Regions from separate parts of the Gossypium hirsutum genome. Here region 1 is linked to region 2. Evidence: chromatin contacts called from public Hi-C data. All regions are on one chromosome and are shown on one strand. Each heading gives the region's core, a stretch centred on a gene start, on an enhancer-like site or on the middle of the called end of the contact. The rest is flanking DNA. Distances are from core to core; before and after follow the strand shown.

Evidence for each region. A called contact is a pair of places that touch in the nucleus more often than the background predicts.
Region 1: a contact with region 2 is called in a Hi-C map of leaf, with 1.4 times the contacts expected there. The contact joins the enhancer-like site here to the promoter of LOC121207706 in region 2. A contact is called at or near these places in 9 of 34 Hi-C or Micro-C datasets (leaf, petal and seedling).

The regions. Positions count from the first base shown.
Region 1 is chrA10:110,743,939-110,749,635 of Gossypium_hirsutum_v2.1, reverse strand. It overlaps the pseudogene LOC107934540. Among protein-coding and RNA genes, the nearest start is that of LOC107950327, 18 kb to the left of the region's middle. Within about 2 kb of position 1,430, at least 8 of the 9 cell types and tissues checked have an H3K27ac peak or open chromatin away from gene starts, as enhancers often do. A contact at or near this core is called in leaf, where this site is marked.
Region 2 is chrA10:110,671,642-110,677,029 of Gossypium_hirsutum_v2.1, reverse strand. LOC121207706 (U-box domain-containing protein 14) reads left to right here and starts at 3,493. Exons shown (of 4, transcript XM_041078077.1): 1 at 3,493-4,043; 2 at 5,097-5,213. The coding sequence starts at 3,753.

The DNA of each region.
Region 1 (5,697 bases), core at 181-2,680, 75 kb before region 2:
AAATAATAACAGAATCCGAGAAAAAAAGATTGGGGAAACTGGTACAATTGCAGCGCATTTGTAGTGAAAATGGAGTAATGGGTTGTGATTCTCTCCAATCCATTACAATAAGTTATTGTCCAAAGCTAAAGCGGATTCCTCTATATCTTCCACAGCTTGAGATTGATGATGAAGGAAAACTATCTCCTTCTAATTCTCTCCAGAGAATCCAAGTGTATCCAATAGATTGGTGGGAAGCAGTGGAGTGGGAGCACCCTAATTTCAATATTAAGAACGTTGTTCGACCCTTGAAAGAGATTTGGTGAAGATGTTTGATGACGTCTGTTTAAAACTATAACCGTGTAAGCAAATATTTTATCATACATTTGCAGAATTTTTCCTCTCTTTCTTTTAAGTGTTTATATAACATATTAACCATAATAATTTATTACTACTTATATTTCAATAAGTGTTGAAATAATTTTATAAATCGTAATTACAATAATCATGAAAAATAATTGCTTCACTAGCCATAATTTAGTGATCATAATTATAATTATAATTAACATACCAATAAATAAATTCTTAGTGCATATAATAATTATAATTTTAAATACATCTATGGTTTCATTATTAACAGAAAGGGAGATTTTTGTTTTTAATTGTACTTGAAATTTTTTTTTCAAATACGAAATTATTTGAAATAATAAAAATAAATAGAAAATTTATTCAAATTTTTTAGTTTTGCCCGTAATTTGAAATAACCTAAAAAAATGTATGGTATTGAATTTATACTCTCTATTTCAACATTATGGTATTGTTTGAAAATGTGAGATTGCGGGTGGAATGTTATATAATGTGAACAAAATGCAAATATAATAAGGATTTGATTGATTTACAATCAATCAAGCATTTCATGTTAACTTACATCTAAGAAACATACTCAAATGTTAATAATTCTAATAAAAGAGTTTTATGATAAAAGTATCATAAAAGCCCTTGTAGTAGGAGTTAGGTTACATTTTATCTCCTCTATTTAAAAAATGGACAAATTAGTATTTGTGTACATTAGATCAAAAAATAAATTCGTTATTTCTATTAAAAAATTCATCTATTTATACTTTTAAAAACTGATCTCTATATCTCAACATGATGTGCATGTGCATGTGGCATGCCACGTGTCATTGTATAATTATTTGGTTAGGCACGCTAGTTTTTACAACACAAGTATGTAAAATTTTTAACAAAAATGACTAATTTACTATTTCATCTAATTTGTTTAAATAGAGAGGAAAACATACAATTTGACTCCTAATACATACCTCTAGGATACTTTTACCAGATTTTTTCAATTAAAGAATTACAAAACAATTTTTATACTCTTGTAGGATCTATCATTGGCGGAGTGACTTACTAGGCCCGTGGGCTTAGACCATTTATAAATGGGGGCCTTATTCAAGGATTTCAAGCCCAAGTTTGGTCAACTAATCCACTATAATTTCACACTGTGAATCAAAACTATGTTGAGTTGATGATGCCTTAAAACTTTATAAATAATATAAATGATCAAAACTACAATTAATATACTGAACATTTAAAAAGCTTGTAACTGTGTAAATTCAGCTAAATGAGTTACCGTGTAAATCATGACACAAGAAATTTAACATAACTAAAGCATGTCATTATGAAAATTAAATGGTCATAATATATAAATATATACTTTAAACGAATTATTAATGTGTAACGTTTAATTTCAAAAAAGAAAATTAATGCGTAACATTTTATATAAAATTATAATATTTCACACAAGAAATAAATAAATAAAAATGATATAAACCATTTATATTTTTAAAAACTGAATTATTATGATAAATTATATAAAATATTGTAACACCCCACACCCGGTCTAAGCTTCAAAGGTCAAGTCTGGAAAGTTATATTGACGCCACTAGTAAAACCCACCTTCTTATAAACAAAAATAACATAAAACTATTCGACAATTAATAACAGTAATAAAAAGAAATCAATCGATCATTCAACAATCTAGAAGTTGTACTACTAAGGAGTATTGAAACGTTTAACACTATAATAACGGGGTGATAAAGCAGATTGACCGAGCTTCCGTCACCCCAACTCGATCAAGACTGTGAATTACCTGAAAATCAGTTAACAACAAATGAGTTGTGAACTCCAAGTATAATAGGAATAGATTCAACTAAAGCACATTTATAATAATAAATTCTTGGATCTCAAGTCCAATCGGAATCAGAGAGTATTCAGTACAGATTTAACGTATCAGTTATATGGCAGAACAATTCTAATTCAGATACAGAACATATCAGAAACAGATGCAGTCATTCCTACCCCTATTCGCTACCCACTATCTTCGACCATCCTAACACACGATATAGGGTATTAAATATCGATTCATCCCTACACACCACTTAGTGTCGATACAACACTTTCTAGAATATTTGTAGGTTAACTACCAGATCAATAGGCGAATACACAACAAATTCACATATAAGTCGTGGCTTAGCCATTGAATCAAAATAAATCACTTCCTTCTTTACATAATTCTCACCCAATGCAAATGCAGTTATAGATGTAAAAAATGTACACATAGTCGTTCAGATTCAATTCATAGTTAGGTGGTACAGATCAATATCATCAACAGGCATCATAGTCAATATACATTTGCGTAATCAATATCTCAGTCTCAGATTTTCAAGTAGCACTCATACGATCTAATTTAGATCATAAGTATACTATGGAGGGCCTACGTTTGCATTAAACAATGCTCACGGCCTTAAAGATGAATTACAAATCTGACCTACACGCCCGTGTGGCACCACATGCTCGTGTGCCCAGTCGTGTCTCTTAAATGGCCTGACACATGTCCGTGTTGTTTGTCCGTATGGTTCTAAATCACAAACAGTGAGTCATACGGCCTGGACACACGCCTATGTCTCTGGCCCGTGTGATCCTTATCTTTTACTCAGTGAGATATACGGCCTAGAAACATGACCTTGTCTTTGGCATGTGTACACCTTGCACTAACATGCCGACACACGGCCTAGACACGCGCCTGTGTCCCTTGGTCGTGTGGCTCATATTTGGTAAACAGTGTATTGCACGACCAACACATGGCCTGGCACACGACCGTGTGGCACAGACAGTCATATTTTTCGATGTCTGAAATTTGTAAAAACTCGAGTTTTCCTGTGTAACACCCCAAAACTTGTCCTAGAAGCTTAGACCAAACCCTGGAGGTTACATGGATCACCGAGGTTACATGGAGCTTAGATAAAACGAATTATCAAAATCTCATTTCAAATGCAGTTTGCTTGATTCAAACTAAACAGTTTAGCCCTTTAGGATTCAAAACAGAAAATTTTTTTATTACGTCAAAAGCATTCAAAAATAAGTTCTGTAGGTTCTAGATTTCAGACCAAAGAAAACAATTTACGAAAACTCAAATTAGAAATGTATCATAGTCCCTATAGAGTTTTACAGTCCAAAATAATTTACAAATCAAAGTATTCAAAAAAAGATTTTATTAGCCTGATTTATAACGCATCAATCCGAGACCTCCGATATGTCGAGTCCAGCGTCAGAATACGAAAGTACCTGAATGGGGAAAACTAAGGGGTGAGCTACACGAGCTTAGTATAAGTCTGAAACACAACAAACGACGAAAAGCGAAACAATAAGACAAATACTCCAGAAACAGAATATGAACACAAATCAACCGAAAAACCCATCAATAAGTCGATAGTAAAACACACCAAAACACGTATCATCATAAACACATCATTCCTAAGTATCATATCACTAACATCAATACTCGTACAATCAGTTACATGTAATAAGACATATAATCATATGCGTATAAATGCAACAAGTCAAAAACCCAGCCCACCAACCGAACACCTCTTCAACCACCCTGCACACCACATATGAGCTAATCAAGCCCAACCAACCATGCACACCACATAGGACCTTGAAAGGCCCATCCACCTTACACACCATATACATGGAACTAAGCCACTCAAATTACAATACGCAGCTGAGCTGACATATGTATAGTATAGTGCAGTAAACCAATATACAAATGTATTGCAGTTGAAACTGCCAAATCAGATCATACTTCCTTCTCTTTCGCAACCAAACCTAGAATTTTATGCAGATGTATGCATGCGAACAGACCACTAACAGACTCACAGAAACAATGTACACAACTTACAAATTGTCATACATCAGTCAAACAAAATCAGAGGTGCACTTAATCAGTCGATCAAATTTAGAACCAGTTGTAATGCTACTTAACACTTAAACAAACCATTAAATTAGTGCTACGAATACGAATAACACATAAGTTTGGGCTAAAACAGAGTCTCAACCACCCTTACTAAGACCTAGCCGATGGTCAAAACACATAGAAACTCAAACATGTCAAAAAGTGATTCAGAATAAAAATTTATGAAACAGGGACACACAGTCGTATGCCCCGGCCGTGTGGAAAAGCCCAAGCCATATGGGGGTCTACACACCCATATGGAAGTTACACATGCCCATGTGGAAGTTACACATGCCCATGTAGAAGTTACACATGCCTGTGTGAATGGGACATACGCCCATGTGTGTAGCATGTGTAACTCACTGTCCAAAAGTGACAAAATTATATGCAGAGCATACACGGCCGTATGAAAATCACACACACCCGTGTGGCTAAGGGACACGACAGTGTGACTAAGGCACACGCCCATGTGAAAATTGAAAAAATCTCAAAATCATAGCCACACGGCCATGTGGCACCAAAAATTTCCCAATAGCCCTAATTCCTAATTTCACACAACAGTGGGAACTGCCCGTGTGCAGAACATGCCTGTGTGGTCACAAAACCACACCGACATAGGCTACAGATCATGTAATTGCTGTCGAAATGATCCCCAACCTTCAATAACCCATAATACACTAAAAATACACACAATTTCAAGCAATTACACAACAAATGACACTTCGATTGGTCAATTTCAAAAGCACACAAAATATGCCAAATTTTACGGAATCAAGTTAGAAATTCAATAACGAAATTGATGAGTTTCCGAACACACACCTTAAACGCGATAGCAAACACCAGAATCATTCAATTCACTCCTCCAAACAGATTCAAAAACCTGATTCAAAATGTGATTAGTCGAAGTGCATGAATACGACCTCCCTTGACAGACGAAAAAAATGAGAATGCCAAAAATAGAAGCGGCAAGAAAAATCCAAGAAAGAAACGAAAGAAAAGTGATCGTGCCAAAAAAAATTGAGAGAGAAAGAGGAGAAAAAAATGTGTGAAAAAGGAAGGGAGGAGGAACGTGAAAAGATTTTTGAGATAACTCCCTATTTCAGATACCAACAAAATAAAAATAAAAATTAAATAAAAAACAAATAAGTATTGAAACTTTAATAAAAATAAAATTGATTCCTCTAAAACACTCACGAGAACTTGAACCGAGACCCAAAGGTACACTAACACTCAACTCACCACCAAACTAGCAAGCCCATTTTGATACTAAAACGTGAAAACTAACCCAACTGTTTGACCTACTCACAGGTTACTTCAAACCTTAAATCTTCTAACCCAAAATCCGAGGTGTTACATCCAATACGCACCTGCTATAATTTTGAAGTAAGAACAATGTAGAAGAATTTCGAAACTTAAAA
Region 2 (5,388 bases), core at 2,244-4,743:
AGTCACATCCCCTATAACCCTATGATAGTCTAAATGTGCTAGACTAACATGACCAAAGCCTATGGATAAGTAGCGGACAAGGAAACAGTAGGAGAGTTGCTCCCCCCGAGCTTCTTCTATTCTCCATCTTTCTCCATAGTTCTCCATAAGAGAGCCCACTTTTTACATTATCCACCACCAGAACAGTTGGCTCTCCTAATCCTAATTAAACCTGTTTATGGGTTGGACTATCCGGCCCGGCTTGAAGGCCCGCCCGAAATATGATAGGGTTTGGGTAAAAATATAGGTCCAAAAAATGAGTTTGGACAAAAAAATAAGACATGTTTAAAAAACGGGCTGGGCCTCGGGTAAAGTATTTTTTACTCGAGTTCAGCCCGGCCCGACCTAAATTTACTAAATGACAAAAAAAATCTACTATTTTTTTTATTTTTTAATATTATTTTTCTTATTGTTTTGTCCCTATTTTGCTACCATATTATTATTATATTACTACTATATTGTTGTTATTGTTTGGATATTGTATAAAACTTATATTATTATTAATTTTGTTATTATTTTAAAGGCATTTGTTAATTTTGTTATTATTTTAGAGTTATTTGCTTATTAAGTCTACATATTTTTAAAATTTTATTTTCAATTTGTTGGAAAATATTTATTTTAATTTTTTTAATATTTTTGATGTATTATATATATTTAAAAATTATATAAAATAATATAAAAAAATTAATACAGGCAGGCTGGGCTGAGCCGGGCTTAGGTTTTAGTATTTTTATTTGAGTAGGGCTTGGGTAAAATTTTAGGCCCGGCTTGGCCTGGCCCGAGCCTAATGAATGAGCCTAAATTTTTAATTGAGCCTGACCCAAAACCGACCCGGCCCAACCCGTGAGTACTTCTAATCTTAATATTGGATAATTAATTAGGAGTTTAAGGGTTAAGAATAGTTTAGAAAATGTATTTAAAAAATCATAGCATTAAACCAAAAGATATATTTTTGTTGGATAATTATTTGATATATAGATGATAAAAAAAAATTATTTTATAAGTGATGTTAAGAAATGATATTGCGTCACTAATAGATGTTTAAATAAATAAGTCGACAGCCAGTCTACATCTATATTTGATTCTTTTAACCCAATTTTTTTTTGAAAGAAGAAACTTTTATGAGTACAAATATAATTTAAGTAGGAATACAAATACATATTCAAGTATCTATATTTCTTATATATATTATAACATTTTAAATTATAATATTCCCTCCATCCAAATAAATTTGTCATATGTTTACTTTTTGTGGTTAAATTTTTTAAAAATTTATTCTTGATGTGATAAAGAAATTATCAGTGAAATAGTGTTTAAATATGTATTTTAGATTTTACAAATAGGATTAAAGAATTGATAAGTACTCTATAAAAGTATAGTAAAATATTTTTAAAATAAAATAGATGTCAATTTTTCAAAGCTGTTTATAGAATAAAAAAATATACTAGTAGTGTACCAAATTTTAATCTATTTATCAAATGTAATTAATTAAATATTTAAAAACATTAATAATTCAATTATCACGTTTAAATTGAGAGATAAAAGGAGTTTTTTAAAATATTCAACTAATTCTTAGAATCTCAATTTTAAAACCTAAAATTTAAATTGAATTTTGAAAAAAGAAGAAGAAGCAATTAGACATGTGATTTTTAAGTTTAAAATGGAGAGAAAGAAGTCAATTTCTAACTCTAGCCAACATGGAACTTTGACTTGATATGTAGCCGCTGGAAGTCGAGGCTTTTATCAGCTCCATCATTAAATCTCGACCGTCGGTTGACATGGAAGCCGACAACTTATTTGTAGTTGTAAAGAAATGGCAAAGGGCCTAAGCCAACTCATTATTATTCGGACTCATATATCCTTTTTTCTTTTCTTCAAATTATTATTATTTTGCCAAACAATTATTCCATACATTAACGGTTGAAATTTTTACATACAATTATAAATTTAAATTTTATTTTTTTTATTTTTAATTTAATTTTTAAGTTAAATTTTAATCTTCAACTTTTTTTTAAAAAGTCGTGTTTACTATCAACCTTTTAAAATAGTTGAATTGTTGTTTTTTTAATCAACATATTGATTAAGACTTTAAAATTTTAAACATAGTAGCACGCATGACGATTCACGAAATTTGTATAAACTTTTTATTTTATTTTATTTTTTATTTTCTTTTATAAAATTTAAATTATTTGTTAACATGTCATACAAGATAAATAACAACATGTCAACATGAAATACACATAAATTGCCACGCAGGTTGTCACACCAACATCGTTAAAAAATAATATTTTAGTAAGCATTTTAATTGAAAAAAGATTTAACTCTTTTTCTAAAAAAAAAGTTATATTGACAAAAAAAAAATGTCAATGTTGAAGGCGAGATAAATCTCAAAATTATTCATGAATTTTGATTTAATATGTATTTGTATACATTAATTTTAATTTAGTGTAATTATACACGTGAAACTCTAGTTGTGATTCAAATATATACTCGAAACTTTAATTTTTATTTAATCATGCACATTTAAAGAAATAAATACATCAATTTATTTTTATATTGGATAAATATAATTATTTATGTATGCAATATATAAACATAAAATGATGTTATATTAATAATTGCATTAATAATTTACAAAAATTAGATTAAATCAAAATTTTATGTATAAAATTACATAAAACCGAAGTTTATATACACAATTACACATTAAACCATAGTTCGTGCATAATTTTAAGATTTATCTTAATTTTTAAAAAATTAAAAAATAAATAAAACACGTGACAAAATTTTATCCGTTAATGAATCAAATAATTATCCTTTATTTATATACTTAAATTTCATATATCAAAAGCTTAAAATATTTAAATAAAAAAAACTTATTTCTATTTATAAGTTAAGAAGTTATTGAAAATGTCAATTTATATTCAAAGATATTTTAATTGAATTATTATAATCAATATTTTTGGCTTCCATTTTAGAATATTGATTATATTAAAATAATAAATTGAGTGAGTTTTGACGTAAAATGCTTTTGACTTAGTTGATTTTATGCTGACATTAATCTAATTAAAATACAAATTTTAAAATAAAAATAATTAATTAGTGTAAGTATATATTTTTGCATGGACATTATTATTAATGTAAGTAAATATAAATTTAATTATCTTGAAATGTATTATCTTTTTATTTATGGGTTAAAAATAATTATAAATAATTAAAAAAATTTAATAATTTAATTTACATTTATTTTTTTCTTCCAAAAACCCTAAAAAAACAATAATTATGATTTTGTGAAAATGGTCACATCTTGTTAACCTTTCTTAACTACTCAAGAAAAAAAATAAAGAGTTGGACCAAGTAAATAAATATTTAATTATTCTCATTCTCAATTAATTGAAATCAATCCTTGTCACAATTATATACATATATTTGGTCAATTGTCACAATTATATTTAAAAAAAGAAAAAGAATAACAATCTTTAATTTCCCCCTCATTATTAAACCTCTCTCAAAATTTCCCTTTTTCTTTGTTCTAACAAGAACCAGCTTCAATTTCCCAGCTTCCATGGCTTCCCTTTCTTGAATCCCAAAATTACCCATGTCATTTAACTGAATTCCTTATTCTTGGTGCCTTTTATTTTCCCCAAAAGATCAAAACTTTCCCTTTTATTTGGGAATTCTTTGAAAAAAAGAAGAAATATTGCTGTGTTTGAATGATCATGGGACTCACAGGTGATTCAAAGGGCCAATTGCTGTGTCAACTAGCTGAGTTGGTGAAGGAGATATCTGGTTTACCAGAGTGTAGAAACTCGTGTAAAAAAACGCATGGGACTTTGGTTCGTAGAATCAAGTTGTTGAGCCCTTTGTTTGAAGAATTGAGAGACGGAAATGAGGAGTCGATGGTCAAAATTGAAGAGATTAAAGGGTTTGAGCTACTGAAATCTGCTTTGGATTCTACCAAAAAGCTTCTTCAATCGATTAATGAAGGAAGCAAGTTGTATCAGGTAAATTTTTTTAAAATTTCCTTTTTCGTTGTTAATTCTCTGTCTGGTTGTTGAAAAAAAAGTAAATGGAAAAAAGGGGAAAACTTTGGGTCTGTTTTTGGTGCCATGTGATGTTGGTTGAAGAGAAAAAAAAAAGTCAGAACTTTTTGTTTGGTTCCTGAGAAAATTTAGTGTTAGGTGGAAAAAAAAGAAAGAGCTGATTTTCTGAATCATGTAAAATTGATTGTGTTGGGAAATTCATGTTATTGCTATTATTTCTAAGAAATTTGGAGGAGCAAGAAAAAATCTCTTATCAATTATCATATCTAATGGAAGATTAAAACTTATCATATGTATATATATACTTCTTTTCTAGGAACTAAAAATGAGTTCTTCCAATCACCCAATTAAGAGATCAATTACAAAATATAATTCTATCATCATAAAGTTATATTGGAAAGCTTGCAGCATAATTGTTAATCTGCTATATTGATGTTTCCTTCAAAATGAGAAAGAACCATCTTATCATGACTTCCTGCATTTTCTTTGCAAATTTTCTTTCATTTTCTTTTTAATTTAATAAGGTCTGCAGATTTGATATTATAATTCCCTGGGTTATATTATGTGATAAAAAATGTTATACACAACGAGATTTCTTCAAAGCTTGTGTTTTCGGCATTGGTGTTTGGTGTAGGTTCTATCAATGAATCTGACTGTATGAGTTTTGGCCTTTCGAGTGTTTAGTTTCTGATGAACTTTATCAGTTTTGGAAACTTATTTTTGAGGTTATCAATGGAAGTCTCAAATCTGTTTACCTTGGAGCTGAATAAAATGAAACTGGTCCTCGTTTTCATTCTTTTTGGCACATATTTAGTCTATATGTAAACTTGTAAAGGCCCCGAGTTTTAGAATGTCATATGCTCATCTTTTTTCTTCAAGATCTGTAGAAATAAGCTTGATCTTTTCGGCTCTTTCAAACGATCATTTTTGCTGCTAATTATCCTCGTTATATTTCGCAAATACCTTTATGTTCATGTAGTAGTTATTCATTGAGTTCTGCATTACTTTTCGCAGGCCCTGCAAAAGGATCAGGTAGCGTATAAGTTCCAGCAAATGACGGAAACCATTGAAGCAGCTTTGAGCGAAATCCCTTATGATAAACTTGATATATCGGAAGAAGTCCGGGAACAGGTACTATTCTTCAAAAAAACTTACTAGAACTGGTACTATTTCTTTTGTTTGAAATGTTCCCAAATGATTGGTGGCTTGAATGACTCGTTCTTGGTATTCGTCTCATTGAACTTTTGCATATAAAGAGAGGGGAAAGAATTGGCAAATGCATATAATAGATTGATAATATGCGGAC